Regions from separate parts of the Sus scrofa genome. Here regions 1 and 2 are each linked to region 3. The links are chromatin contacts, called in public promoter capture Hi-C maps. All regions are on one chromosome and are shown on one strand. The core of a region is the stretch at or near the end of the contact, and the rest is flanking DNA. Distances in the headings are between cores, read along the strand shown.

Region 1 (4,340 bases), core at 1,076-3,575, 330 kb before region 3:
TGTCCCCTTCACAGGTGAGTCCTCTCCACAAATGACATACACAATTGCTCTTCAACTCTCAGGAGTCACACCCTCATTTTGCTGCATTTCTCCCCCACCTGCTTAGAGCCGGATGGGAATGTAACAAGAATAACTGCTTTCCGTATACACAGCAGGCAAGCTACCAGGAAATGCCAGAGATAAAGACCAACCACAACAACAGCTTCAAGAGAGAGTAGAAAAAGTGGATCTGAGTGAGATTCTAAACATAGCCTATTAGTAAACTCAAGTGAATACTATTGGAGGCCAGCAAATTAAAGGTAACAGTAACATTTAAAGATGTGTCTGGGGGCTCCTATGTGCAGATCTCAACCCCACACTCTACTCTGAAAATCTCTCTCAGGCAAGGGTGGAAAGTCCTCTCCTCAAAAATAACAACATGTATGCTACTGACCTATCTGCATTAATAAGCTCTTGGTTTATCAGGATTCATTTAAATCCTGATAAAGCTTTTGTTTATCAATCAGTCACATTTTGAGACAAACTGGTTTACTGAAGATCAACCTTTTTTCCTAGGAGTACGATCCCAATGTAGGAAATGAAGTTTTCACTATATGGTCTGAGGTTAGCGGTTGGGATAGGGAGATGAGAAGAAAAGGTCATTTTGAAAGATGCTCTAGAATGAGGTGCTATAGTGACGGGGTTCAGGAGTAGGTACCTGAAGATCAAGAAAGAAGCGTTACCAAAAATAACTGAATGCTGTAGGAAGAGTTCATCAAGTTTGAGCAAGACTCTAGAAGCAACTAATGCCAGAGACTGCTGTGACACCTTTAACCTCAGACCCCTTCAAACTGTGAGTTTAATGTAATAGCTCAATACTGCGTCTTGCTGTCAATGAACTTGGGACTATTTGCTTTCCTCCAGCCTACTGTGAATCTTTCAGACAAAGGATAATAAATGTTTTGGTTTTAAAACCAAGAATTTCAAGAGGAAAGCTACTTTTAGCAAAAACAAAAAAGAATTTGGAAATACACACTTTACTGTTTCACGCTCATCCAGAACAGCTCTATTTCATTCAGCTGTAGAAGCCCCCCTCCACTGCAGTTTCCTTGGAATTTGATCAATAATACTTCCCTAGTTATGGATAAATCCAAAATATGCTTGGCAGACCCTATGAAGATCAAAGTCCATTTTAGGTGATGACAATTCAGAGAAGCAGCAGTTCCATTTTCACTGAGCATGACACATACAGATTCTTAAAGCATATTTACATCCCCACTTTTCCAGCTCAGGAAAACTCACATACACTCTTAGACACCCTCAATTTCCCTGCCTATATACTGTGGCTAAGGATGCCTCTCTAATTCCTCGGAACAGGGAGGAGTGGCCATCATAAGTGGCTTTGAAATGAGTGAAATCTCACAATCATTATTTCTATAACTGTTCTTTAAAGGCTCATAATTCTCTCTCACGTTGCAGCTATGGAGGCTCTTACTGACGCTCAGGCTTCACAAACTTCCCCGAGTGAGAGAAAGGGTGTCTAACATGCTAATTCAGATTGCTCAAACTTGTTTTCGCATCACACCTATGCATACCTTCTGAAGATCTCACGCTGAAGATCTCACGCCTCACACATCTATCCAAATAATAACTACTAAAATCTCTGGAGACAATCTTCAAAGCACCTTTGAGCAAACAAGAGAAGAGAAATGATGGCCTTAAAGGAACACAGTTTTCCCCTGGCTAAAACGAGGCGCCCTCACTCACTGCGAGCGGCTCAAGAGGTTACTAGAAGCTCCTGGTCACTGGAAGGCTCTGGGGAGAACTGCGGTGCCAAAGCCGCACGCGGGACGGAGTGGAAGGAGTTGAGGCAGAAATCAGGCAGGTACAGGAAGGAGTCAGTGCAGCGAAGAAACAGGAGAGGTGAGAGATAAAGCCCTAGAGAAACCTGATGATTTCGCGCCTCGAAGGGTTTCCGAGGATCCAGTTCTCTCACCAGAAAGCCGCGTTCAGCCCCAGGCACCACAGGGCGCTCCTGGCTGGCCGCTCCCACACCAGGGCTGCCTGCACCCGGTTCAGCAGAGGCTCGTAAGGCCCCAGCACCTCCACCAGGGCCCGCTGCGCCGCCTCAACCTGCTGGTCCCGCTCGCAGGAGCCCGACATAGTGCGGCGGCCTCTGGAACTCTGCCCCGAAGCAGGGCCTGGGGCCACAACTACCCCCTCTGCCTCCGCCATCTCCCCCCGGCAGCCACAACATCCGGGGCCACGGCCCGACAGTCACAATAACGCCGACTGCGCAGGTGCGCGATTCGGCTGGGGAGGCCGCTTCCCTCAACACTGCGCCTGCGCCTAGGCTCTAGCTCGCGTCCACCCAGTGGGAAGCAAACTGCGTCAAAGTACGTCCCGAGTGCACCAATCCGGAGCCGCGCACGCGCAATCTGCAAGACTGAGGCCGAATGAATAAGGAAGTGCCATCACCAGAACTCACTTCTCATTGGAACCGAGAGAGTTCGTGGGCGGAGCAGGTTGTTTTGGCGCCTGCGTCGTGCTGCTAGCGGGCTAGCGAGTGGCGGCTTTGCTGGCGGGAGCTGCTGCAAGGCCCGCGCCTGAGGAGCGATGCCGAGGGAGATCATCACCCTACAGTTGGGCCAGTGCGGCAATCAGAGTGAGCGAACTTCCGGTCCTTCCACTAGCCAGGTTTTTTATTCTCTATGGTATCTCGCTCTGAGATCCTGGACTCCATCTGCCCTTCCCAGAATCGTAGTTCTCCGAAGGCGGGACATGCCTGACCCAGTGCCCAGTTGCCCAACCCCGAAAGGCCCTCCCCTGCGGGGTCCCTGACATATAGCCCTGTCCTCTGACACGGGATACCCCCGAGGATTGACCTCCTATCCCTGGTCCCAGGCGCTCAGGCCCCCAGCTTCTCGTTGGAACCTGCCCAGAACCAGATATCCTCTTTCTCCCCCGCCTGCCTATGCCCCCACCCCCAGTTGGGTTCGAGTTCTGGAAACAACTGTGCGCCGAGCATGGCATCAGCCCCGAGGGCATCGTGGAGGAGTTCGCCACCGAGGGCACTGACCGCAAGGACGTCTTCTTCTACCAGGTGCCCCCAGCAACTTGACCAGGGCTGGCAGTGGCCCAGGGGGCCCGAAGGGAAGGGCAGTGGCTTGGTACTAGGAAACCCGTTGAACAGAGTGGCCAGGGCGGCTGGCTTGAGGAGGGAGGGCGAGCAGGAGCCAGAGTTGGGAGGACTGGAAGACTGGGCGGGCCGAGCTGACTGTGCCCCCTCCTGGACTCCCCTTGACAGGCGGATGATGAGCACTACATCCCCAGGGCGGTGCTGCTGGACCTGGAGCCGCGGGTGATCCACTCCATCCTCAATTCCCCCTATGCCAAGCTCTACAACCCAGAGAACATCTACCTGTCGGAGCATGGAGGAGGAGCTGGCAACAACTGGGCCAGCGGATTCTCCCAGGTCATTTGCTGTTACTCCCTGGCAGAAGAACCCCATTTTTATGATTTCCTAGAGAGAGATGAAGCCAGATGGAGGATGTAAGAGTGTAGAAAGAGAGAGACATGAGCTAAGAAAAATTCTTTTTTCTAAGCCATCTATGTAATATTAAGAGACTGCCCAAGAAATAGTAACAACAACAACAACAAAAAAAAAAAAGACAAAAAGACAAAAAAAAAAAAAAAAAAAAAAAAAAAAGGAGTTCCCGTCGTGGCGCAGTGGTTAACGAATCCGACTAGGAACCATGAGGTTGCGGTTCGATCCTGCCCTTGCTCGGTGGTTAACGATCCGGCGTTGCCGTGAGCTGTGGTGTAGGTGCAGACGCGGCTCGGATCCCGCGTTGCTGTGGCTCTGGCGTAGGCCGGTGGCTACAGCTCCGATTCGACCCCTAGCCTGGAACCTCCATATGCCGCAGGAGCGGCCCAAGAAATAGTAACAACAACAACAACAACAAAAAAAAAAAAAAAAAAAAAAAAAAAAAAAAAAAAAAAAAAAAAAGAGACTGCATTAGCAAGTGCTGTGGGCCAGGCCATACTAAATGCTTTTACCTTTAGTAACTTATTTAAACCTCCCAACAACCCTATGGGCAGGTACTATGGGTCCACAGTCTCTGGTTTTCCAGAATTCAGAAAACTCTGAAACCAGCTAACTATTCATTTAGCAGCAAAACCAGATCTCCATGGAAGCAGGCTAATTTATAGTTTCTGTCCAACTTGTTATCATTACTCACACCTGTCATTGCAGAAATATTAATGTATCTGATTGGCACCCCTTCAGACCCCCACTGGCGTTTTTCTTAGCATATGTTATTCACATCATATGGCCTTCCTTGAGCCTGAAATATCTGAAT
Region 2 (4,713 bases), core at 2,189-4,688, 370 kb before region 3:
TTCAGTGGGTTAAGGATCTGGTGTTGCTGCAAGCTGCAGATACAGCTTGGACCGCACATTGCTGTGGCTGTGGCGTAGGCTGGCAGCTGCAGCTCTGATTCCCCCTGGCCTGGGAACTTCCATATGCCTTAGGCAGGGCCCTAAAAAAGAAAAAAAAAAAAAAAAAAAAAAAAAAAAAAAAAAGGCAGCTTGCTGCCCTGATCCTCAATCCCACACATGCCTTCTCTTTACCAGGAGGTATAAAAGACAGAGGCACCGCACCAGGTGGGGAAGAGAAGTCCTCCCAAAGCCCCAGAGGCTTGCACGTCTTTCACATTCTTAGGACTCGGAGAGGCCTGTACCTTATCAATCACTGCTTCTGGGACAATTTGCATCTTACCCCACCGAATGACTCCCAGAAGCTTTACAGGGGTGCATGGGCCTTGAATTTTCTGAGGGTTCACCACCCATCCTCTCCCTCACAGATGTATTAGATTACATCTAGCTCCAGTATCCATCAGAGTTTCCAACTTTTATTTCTGGAAGGTTACCCAGTAGTGAGCTCAACAGGAGGCCTCTGATGGCCTCCAACTGCCATCATCTAGAGGCAGTCTTGGCTTGAGTCCTAAACCTGGGATACTGGGGGCACCCCCCTCCAATAGGAGTATCCCTGAGGCCTCTGCTGGAGCAGGCAGGGCATCAGGGATGCTAGGGGCGGGTGGGGTAGTTCTGAATTGCTGCTCACGTTTTGAGCCTTTCCACAGGCCGACCAACACAGCGTCGGATTGCCAGTTTATCTTTTCAGGTAGGAGCCCTCTAGCAATGAGGGCAAACCACATTCACTTCCATGGTACTTTTACCAAACACTACAGCTTTTCAGGATAGCCTTAGGGCTTTTTCAACTTCCTCTCTGACCTGGGTCTTTCCTGAAGGCCAGTATGTGCTCATTCCTGGGACTTGTCAATTTCCTCCAGATCAGCCATGATTGCCCAACATCATGAATGTCTTGTTCCACAACTGGGCTCAGCATGGATATCAGAGTCCCACACCAGGGAAGGAGGGCAGACTGGAGCTTTTTTTTTTTTTTTAAGGGCTGCACCTGAAGCGTATAGAAGTTCCCAGGCTAGGGGTAGAATCGGAGCTGCAGCTGCCAGCCTATGCTACAGCCACAGCAACGCAGGATCCAAGCCGTGTCTTCGACCTACACCACAGCTCATGGTAGTGCCAGATCCTTAACCCAATGAGTGAGGCCAGGGATTGAACCTGCATCCTCATGGATCCTAGTTGGGTTCTTTTTTTTTCTTTTCTTTTTTTTTTTTTTTTTTTTCCGCTTTTTAGGGCTGCACCCGCAGGATACGAAGCTTCCCAGGGTAGGGGTCTAATCGGAGCTACAGCTGCCTGCCTATGCCACAGCCACAGCAACGCCAGATCCAAGCCCCATCTGCCACCTATACCACAGCTCATGGCAACGCTGGATCCTTAACCCACTGAGCAAGGCCAGTGATCGAATCTGCAACCTCATGGTTCCTAATTGGATTTGTTTCCGCTGTGCTATGACGAGAACTCCCCTAGTTGGGTTCTTAACCCACCGAGCCCAACTTTCTAACAGGAACTCCCCAACTTTCTAACTTGAGCTTTGGCCTCTAGTTGGACACCAGTGGTCAGCGACCTGCCCACAGCAGCAGCCAGCTGACTTTCATCCCTCACCCTTGCCGTGGCGCACCCTGCGCAGTTCCTCAAACAAGGGCGTTAGCCCAGCCCAAATTTCCCAGGGTTTCCCATGCAGGTGCCTCTTTCCCAAGGCCATTTCTTTGGTCTCCTGGCCAGCTTGCCAACTGTTGATTCGTAAACTGGCCCTGTACACAGAGGGCAAAGAGGCTGAAGAAAAAAGGCAGCCAGTCCAGATTGGTAGGTGGCTGGTTTAAGAAGCAACCTCAGGCTTGTTCTGGGCAGTGCAAGAGGAATAGATCTCCGCACCCACCCACCAGAACCTGCAAGTTTCTACAGAGGCCTTAACTGGGTTCAGTCACATATACTGTCCATGTTTATCACTGCCCTCTCAAGGCTGTGTCCTTGAAACAGCTCCCACTGTGGGAATGGTGGGCAGACCACCTTTCAAGGACAGGGGAGGCGTGAGTAGCCTCTGGCTGCCCATGTCCAGCTCAAGGCTGAACTGGCGGTCATGTCCACCAGATGACCTCCTCGAACAGTGACTCTGCAGGCATATGAGACTGTGTGTCCATATGTCTCAGGGAATTTCCTGAAAGTGTGCAGTTTGCGTCTTCAATTGGGTCCTGTAAAACTCAGCTTAAGATATCTTTGCGAAAATTGTGGTCTCAGAGTTCCCTCGTGCCTCACCACATTAAGGATCCAGCATTGTCACTGCTGTGACTTGGGTCAGTGCTGTGGCCTGGCTTCGATCCCTGGCCCGGGAACTTCCACATGCCACAGGCAAGGCAAAAAAAAAAAAGAAAAAAAGCTTGGCCTCAAGTCCTTAAGTCCTTATAACTCTTCCATCCTTGACTCTAGGATTAGATCCAGGTTCTGTGGGGCCAGAGGCATATACATTTGGGGAGACCTCTTTAGGAATAATACAAAAAAAAAAAACAAAAAACAAAAACAAAATTAAGTATGAAAGTGAGCATTTATTTAGTTTGGGAAAATAAACCACAGCACATTACTGCAATTTCCCAGATGGCAACTTGGCTTTGCTTCTCGAGGACGACTGCCAATTCCACCCTCTCCAGCGCTCATTAGGTAAACCCTTGCCACTAAGTCTCTCCTTTCTCCTGTTCACAAGGTCTACCTTCTGGCAGCTCTACTGAGCTCCCACACAGAGCTTTCCTGCTATTATCTCTGGAAAACTGGCGTATCACTAACTCTGGGTGATGTGGGGAGTACTGCACGGGAGCCACGGCACATGACCTCGGTCCTCACCTCCCTAAATATCCCTGGAACATACAGGACCTCAATTTCTCCATCTGTGAAACTGGGTGGTGGCACAGGGGTGTGTGTGGGGGGGACGGTTCTGTGATCTCGCACATGAGGATCCTAGACTGGGAGGACGCCAGTCGCTGGGCTGGGGACACCAAGCCCTAATTTAAGTACTACCCTATAACCTCCACCGCCGTCCCCGCGATTTATTAAGAGGGGAAGCCAGTTGTTAGTTCTACTTTAGCCGCTGTCTCCTGGGTGACCTAGCTAAAGCCAGTCTCTTCTCTCAGAGTCTGAAGGGCACCCGTGAAACGGGCTTTCCAGCCGACCTTGCTCTATTAGTCCAGGCACGTCAGATTCTCTAAATGTGGTCTCACGCCACCTCCCAACTACCGAGCTCCGCCTCTCTGCAAAGGCAGGCGCCCCGCTCCATGAAAAATCTCGCGAGAATCCCTCGACTCACCAAAGTTGAGATTTTTGGCCTTTTCCAGGTTCCGTAGCTCGGAGTCGCAGCGCCGGAACTAGTGTTAACGGGTCGCGGCGGGGGAAGACTCCGCGGTGGTGCACGCGGAACCAAAGTCCGGAGGTCTCAGTAAGTAGGGGACCGACCCGAACCTCAGCGGCCCCCTCTAGTCCCCTCCTCCGATTCCTTGAAGATATTGGTGATTATCAAGAGCGCCCAGGATTTCTGAATCCCCAGCCTAATGACTTAGCAGCTCCTGCCTATTTCACTCCTCCCAAGTTTTCGATTCAATTCTGCGAATTCACTGCTCCATCTGAGTTGATAAACCGAGATTTAGAGCGTAGCCCCGAGGCGCCGTTTCCTGGGCCCTGTCCCCTCCCCCGGGTCTCTCTCAGTCCGCCCTGAGACCCCGTCCCTGGTCCAAGTCCCCTCTCTTAGGTCCACGTCCCTCCTCTTAGGTCCAGGTCCCCCAGTTGTCTTCGGCCTCAGCCACATAGCTCTCAGTCACCCTCGCCTTGTCTCCTTGACCGTCCACAGGCCGGGCCATCATGGCTGTATTCCGATCGGGCCTCCTGGTGCTGACAACGCCGCTGGCCTCCCTGGTCCCTCGCCTGGCCCCCATCCTGACCTCGGCGGCCCGGCTTGTGAATCACACGCTCTATGTACACCTGCAGCCCGGCATGAACCTGGGGGGCCCGGCTCAGCCCCAGTCTAGCCCCGTGCAGGCCACATTTGAAGTTATCGATTTCATCACGCACCTCTATGCTGGCGCCGATCTCCACAGGCACCTGGACGTCAGAATTTTGCTGACCAATATCCGAACCAAGAGCTTTCTCCCTCCCCTGCCTAGCTCGGTCCAGAACCTGGCCCACCCACCGGAAGTAGTGCTGACTGACTTCCAGACCCTGGATGGAAGCCAGTACAACCCGGTCAAGCAACAGCTAGAGCGTTATGCCACCAGCTGTTACAGCTGTTGTCCGCAGCTGTCTTCGGTGCTGCTATACCCCGATTATGGGCCCGGAATGCTGCCTGTGCAGCCCCTAGATGTCCCTTTACCCTCCACCATCAGGCCGGCCTCCCCCGTGGCCAGGTCTGCAAAGCAACCAGTGCGTGGCCACCAGCGAGGGGCTGTAGGTGGCACCTTTGACCGCCTACACAATGCCCACAAAGTGTTGCTCAGTGTGGCCTGCATCCTAGCCCAGGAGCAGCTTGTGGTGGGAGTGGCAGACAAAGACCTGTTGAAGAGTGAGTGAGAGAGACCCTGGATTAGGGCAGTTTTACCCCCACCCCACCCCCAACCCCAGGCCAAGACTGAGGAAGAGTAGGGTGGTCCAGTA
Region 3 (4,511 bases), core at 827-3,326:
TGTAGGTTGCAGACGCGGCTCGGATTCCGAGTTGCTGTGGCTCTGGCGTAGGCTGGTGGCTACAGCTCCGATTAGACCCCTAGCCTGGGAACCTCCATATGCTGTGGGAGCGGCCCAAGAAATGGCAAAAAGACAAAAAAAAAAAAGTTCATAATAACATCTGAAAAAAAAAAAAAAAACATCTAATAGAGCACAGACCATGGCTGCCAAGTGGGAGGAGGGAGGGAGTGGGATAGATTGGGAGTTTGGAGTTAGTAGATGCAAACCATTACATTTAGAATTGATAAACAGCAAAGTCTTACTGTATAGAACAGGGAACTACATCCAATCTGGGATAGACCATAATGGAAAAGAATATAAAAGAATGTAGGGAGTTCCACTGTGGCTCAGTGGTAATGAACCCTACTAATATCCATGATGATGTGGGTTTGATCCCTGACCTCGATCAGTGGGTTAAGGATCCCGTGTTGCTGAGAGTTGCAGTATAGGTCTCAGACATGGCTCACATCTGGCATGGCTATGGCACAGGCCAGCAGCTGCATCTCTGATTCAACCTCTAGTCTGGGAACTTCTATGTGCCATAGGTTTGGCCCCTAAAAAGCAAAAATAAGAGAAATGTATACAGTTTTGATCCCTGGCCTAGGAACATATGCATGCCTCAGGTATGGCCAAAAAAAAAAAAAAGGAATGTGTATATGTACATATAATTTGCTGTACAGCAGAAATTGGCACAACATTGTAAATCAACCACACTTTAATTAAAAAAAAAAGAACCATCTAAGAACACTCTTCCAGGAGTTCCCTTGTGGTGCAATTGGTTAAAAGATCCTATGTCCTCACTGCAGCAGCTTGGGTCCCTGCTGCGGTGTGGGTTCAGTCCCTGGTCGGGGAACTTTCACATGCCAGCAGGTGCGGCCAAAAAATAAATAAAATTAGGTTTTTAAAAAATAAACACTTCCAATGAGTGATGGGAATACCTAAGATGCAGAGTTGTGAGAATTAAAAAGGCAGTTGACCTACCTAAAGTGCCTAGCATCTTGCTTGACACAGAGTAGGTGCTCAGTTTGGGGACGGGGTAAACAGCATGGGCTCGGGAAGACTGCTTGAGTCTGCGTCCCCAGCTTGATCACTTACTAACTGTGCATTTGGGGCAAGTTACTTAACCTCTCTAAGCCAAAGGATCTTCAACAGGAGAATGGAGATAACAGTGCTTCATCTCCTAGTGTTGTTATGAGGATCAAAAGAGATAACATATGTAAATAAGCTGGGTCTGACACAAGGTATACAGCTGCTGGCATCACCGTAAAGTCCTTCATCTCTCTCTCCTATTCTAGTCCGTTATGTCTCTGACATCAGTAGACTTTAAATGTTGAAGGCAAGTACTCTGATTCGATTGATTTTCGTCTCTCCCTCCTTAGCCTGACAGGGCACACAGTTGGCACTATGAATGTCCCATTTCGTTCCCGACTCTTCCAAGGCAAAAAGGTAAATTTCAAACTGCGCCTCCCCCACCTCCTAGCGCCACACAAAGGAACTACTGGCAGGGGGACGGTGGACAGCTGCCTTTCGGTAAAAGCCTTCCGAGGGAGGCACAGCTCCTTTGCCCTGTCTACTGCTGCAGCTGCTAATAAAGTTTGTTTTGAATAAATAGGCTGCCAAGCCTTCCTATTCCCTTAAGAGCTTCTTCCGCCCTCAACACGGATTCGGAGCGCTACGCATGGGGCGGGAGCGAAGCCTGAGGGGCGGGACAGGAAGTGAGATCACCCTCCGCGGGGTGAAAGGTTAGCGGAAGTACTCTTTCTTCCTTTCCGCTGTATCCCCGAGTGGTCGCTGCTGGTGAGTAGAGGTTTGGGTAGGGTTTCCCAATCCGCCGCCATCCGCGGCCTGGGGGTCGACTTGGGGGTTGGTGTCGACACTTTCTGTCCCTTGGGGTCTGGCGGCTTCGTTCCGGATCCTGTCCTGCGAGCACGACCCGCAAGCGGCCTGAGCTGAGGCGACAGTGAGCGCAGCCTGAAGTTCGGGCCCACCGCTTGAACTTGCGGATTCCTGAGCGACTCCTTCTCCTTCCTCTGCAGAAATGGGCAAGTTCATGAAACCCGGGAAGGTGGTGCTGGTCCTGGCTGGTCGCTACTCCGGACGCAAAGCGGTCATCGTAAAGGTACTAGCCTGTGCGCCCTCTTATCCCGGGGATCGGTGAGGGGAGGGTAGAGGGGCTGCAGCTTGGAATTTGAGGCTTAGTTTGGAGCCTTACCCACTGAGCATTGCGAGTTAAGGGATGGAGGTGAATACATGGGAGCTTTTGAGAGAGAAAGTTGCAAAGTAAAAAGTAGGAGTTGAATGGGGCAGCAACGCATCTTGTATCCAAAGGTTTTAAGTAGCAATAATGGCCAGCGTGTTAGGTGCTGCAGCTGGCAAGGAATTGTTTCATAGTCAAAATAGTCACTTAGCATCTTCCTGGTAGGAATGATTGATACCACCCTTATTGCTATTACTCTTTGGGTATATACTACTATAGCACTTAAATGTTAGCTTTGTATGGTTTTTATAATAGTGGGTCTTAGAGACTTATGGGGTGGGGTTATTCTTTATCCACGCCCTACATCTAGCTCAGGGTGTAAATAGCAATGACGAAGTAATTCTTTTTTTTTTTTTTTTTTAAGTAATTATAAATAACAAATGTACTCCTTGCTCAATCAGAACATTGATGATGGCACCTCAGACCGACCCTACAGCCATGCTCTGGTGGCTGGAATTGATCGCTATCCCCGCAAAGTGACAGCTGCCATGGGCAAGAAGAAAATTGCCAAGAGATCAAAGATTAAGTCTTTTGTGAAAGTTTATAATTATAATCACCTCATGCCCACAAGGTGAGCATTTCAAGAATGGGAATGAAAGTGACTTTTTCTACCTTTTCCCTTTCTCTGGCCGGCTGAGTAAGGAGACACCCTTATAGCCACTCCAGTGTAGGGAGGAGACATCATCTTCAATTTGTCCCCTTGGCTGTGGTTTCCAGTTGTCTAGAGACTTGCCTGACTTGGCCAAGCTGGATCGAAAAATCTCTTCCTGTCTTGATCTAAGTGTTGAGTAAAGATTCTTCCATTTCTTTCCAGCCACAGTAAACTCAGACATAGGATCTGAATTGCCCTCTTCCACGCAAGGATAGTAGTTATTAGAGGGTAGGTACTTGTGAAAAATCAAGAATGAAGTTTTTCAGTGGCTTGACTCGATGTAAATGAATTTATTAAAATTGGGTGTTTCCAAAGAACATCATCAGGACTTTAGCAGTTTTTTGTTTTGTTTTGTTTTTCCCTTTTTGGCCGCACGTGAGGCATGCCTAAGTTCTGGGCCAGGGATCAATCCCATACCACAGCAATGACCCAAGTGCTGCAGTGACAACACTAGATCCTTAACCCACTTAGCCACAAGAAAACTTGTTGGGGGTGGGGTGTTTTTTGTCTTTTTAGGGCCACACCCACGGCATGTGGAAGTTGCCAGGCTAAGGGTCTAATCGGAGCTATAGCTGCGGACCTAGCCAGAGCCACAACAATGCTGGACCTTTAACCCACCGAACGAGGCCAGGGATTGAACCACAACCTCGTGGTTCCTAGTCGGGTTTGTTAACCACCGAGCCACTATGGGAACTCCAGCAGTTTTTGATAATAGTTCCTGTGGAGTCAACCAGTGTCCCATGGTGGGGATAGTGAGAGCTTTGGCAGCATATGGGCTGCTCCTACCTCTGCCATTGTCCCCAGGTACTCCGTGGATATCCCCTTGGACAAAACTGTTGTCAATAAGGATGTCTTCAGAGACCCTGCACTCAAACGCAAGGCCCGACGAGAGGCCAAGGTCAAGTTCGAGGAGAGGTAAGTCGGCTTTGGTGGTGAATGATGGGATATAGTTTCACTGTTCTCCGTGAAGATAATTTTGTCTTAATGTCATTCCTCACCTCACTGGTGTCCCTTTTTCCCCCCTTCTAGATACAAGACCGGCAAGAACAAATGGTTCTTCCAGAAGCTGCGGTTTTAGGTCTGTCTTATTTCGGTCATTAAAATTAAAAAAAAGAAAATATCCCTGTGTCTGCCTGCTTCTTGTATTACTAGACTGGGAAAAAAACATTCATACAGTGAGAGACCTTGGGTGGTAGATCCAGGGATGTGGTAAAATACCAAAGCTAAATCTGCATTTGAGACCTAGACTACTACTTTCATCAGCCTCATAATGTTTTAATGGTCCAACTGCCCTAAGTGGATAAAATATACTGAACCTTTTGCCTGACATTTTTCCGTGTGGAATTGTTTTAAGCATCCCTGACTTGGGCCCTAGAGAACCTAAGACATTCTGAGCCCCTCCCTCTTCCCCCACCCTCATTTGGTGACAACCAAAAGCCCCTCTGAGTGTACTTCATCTACTTTGGATTGAGACTTATTAACTTGAAGTGATTTTTTTAAACCAGAGTGCCAGGTCTGATAAGTCAGAATTTCCAGCAACTTGGAAGTTCCTGTGTGGCAATG

The links. Promoter capture Hi-C pulls out the DNA fragments that hold promoters and counts their contacts.
Region 1: a promoter capture Hi-C map of liver shows a contact between it and region 3, with 6 times the contacts expected there. The contact joins the promoter of RETREG3 here to the promoter of RPL27 in region 3. A contact is called at or near these places in 2 of 5 promoter capture datasets (fetal liver and liver), 2 of 47 Hi-C or Micro-C datasets (heart right ventricle and liver) and 1 of 2 datasets of contacts at active chromatin or transcription factors (alveolar macrophages).
Region 2: a promoter capture Hi-C map of liver shows a contact between it and region 3, with 7 times the contacts expected there. The contact joins the promoter of COASY here to the promoter of RPL27 in region 3. A contact is called at or near these places in 3 of 5 promoter capture datasets (fetal liver, fetal skeletal muscle and liver) and 2 of 2 datasets of contacts at active chromatin or transcription factors (alveolar macrophages and skeletal muscle).

Annotation. Positions count from the first base shown.
Region 1 is chr12:20,218,978-20,223,317 of Sscrofa11.1, reverse strand. RETREG3 (protein FAM134C) reads right to left here and starts at 2,325. Exons shown (of 9, transcript XM_003131384.4): 1 at 1,976-2,325. The coding sequence starts at 2,214.
Region 2 is chr12:20,261,457-20,266,169 of Sscrofa11.1, reverse strand. It overlaps COASY (Coenzyme A synthase), which reads left to right and starts at 3,438. Exons shown (of 10, transcript NM_213789.1): 1 at 3,438-3,505; 2 at 3,914-4,621. The coding sequence starts at 3,925.
Region 3 is chr12:19,891,767-19,896,277 of Sscrofa11.1, reverse strand. RPL27 (ribosomal protein L27) reads left to right here and starts at 2,076. Exons shown (of 4, transcript NM_001097479.1): 1 at 2,076-2,158; 2 at 2,698-2,867; 3 at 3,753-3,863; 4 at 3,978-4,068. The coding sequence starts at 2,078. The coding sequence ends at 4,026.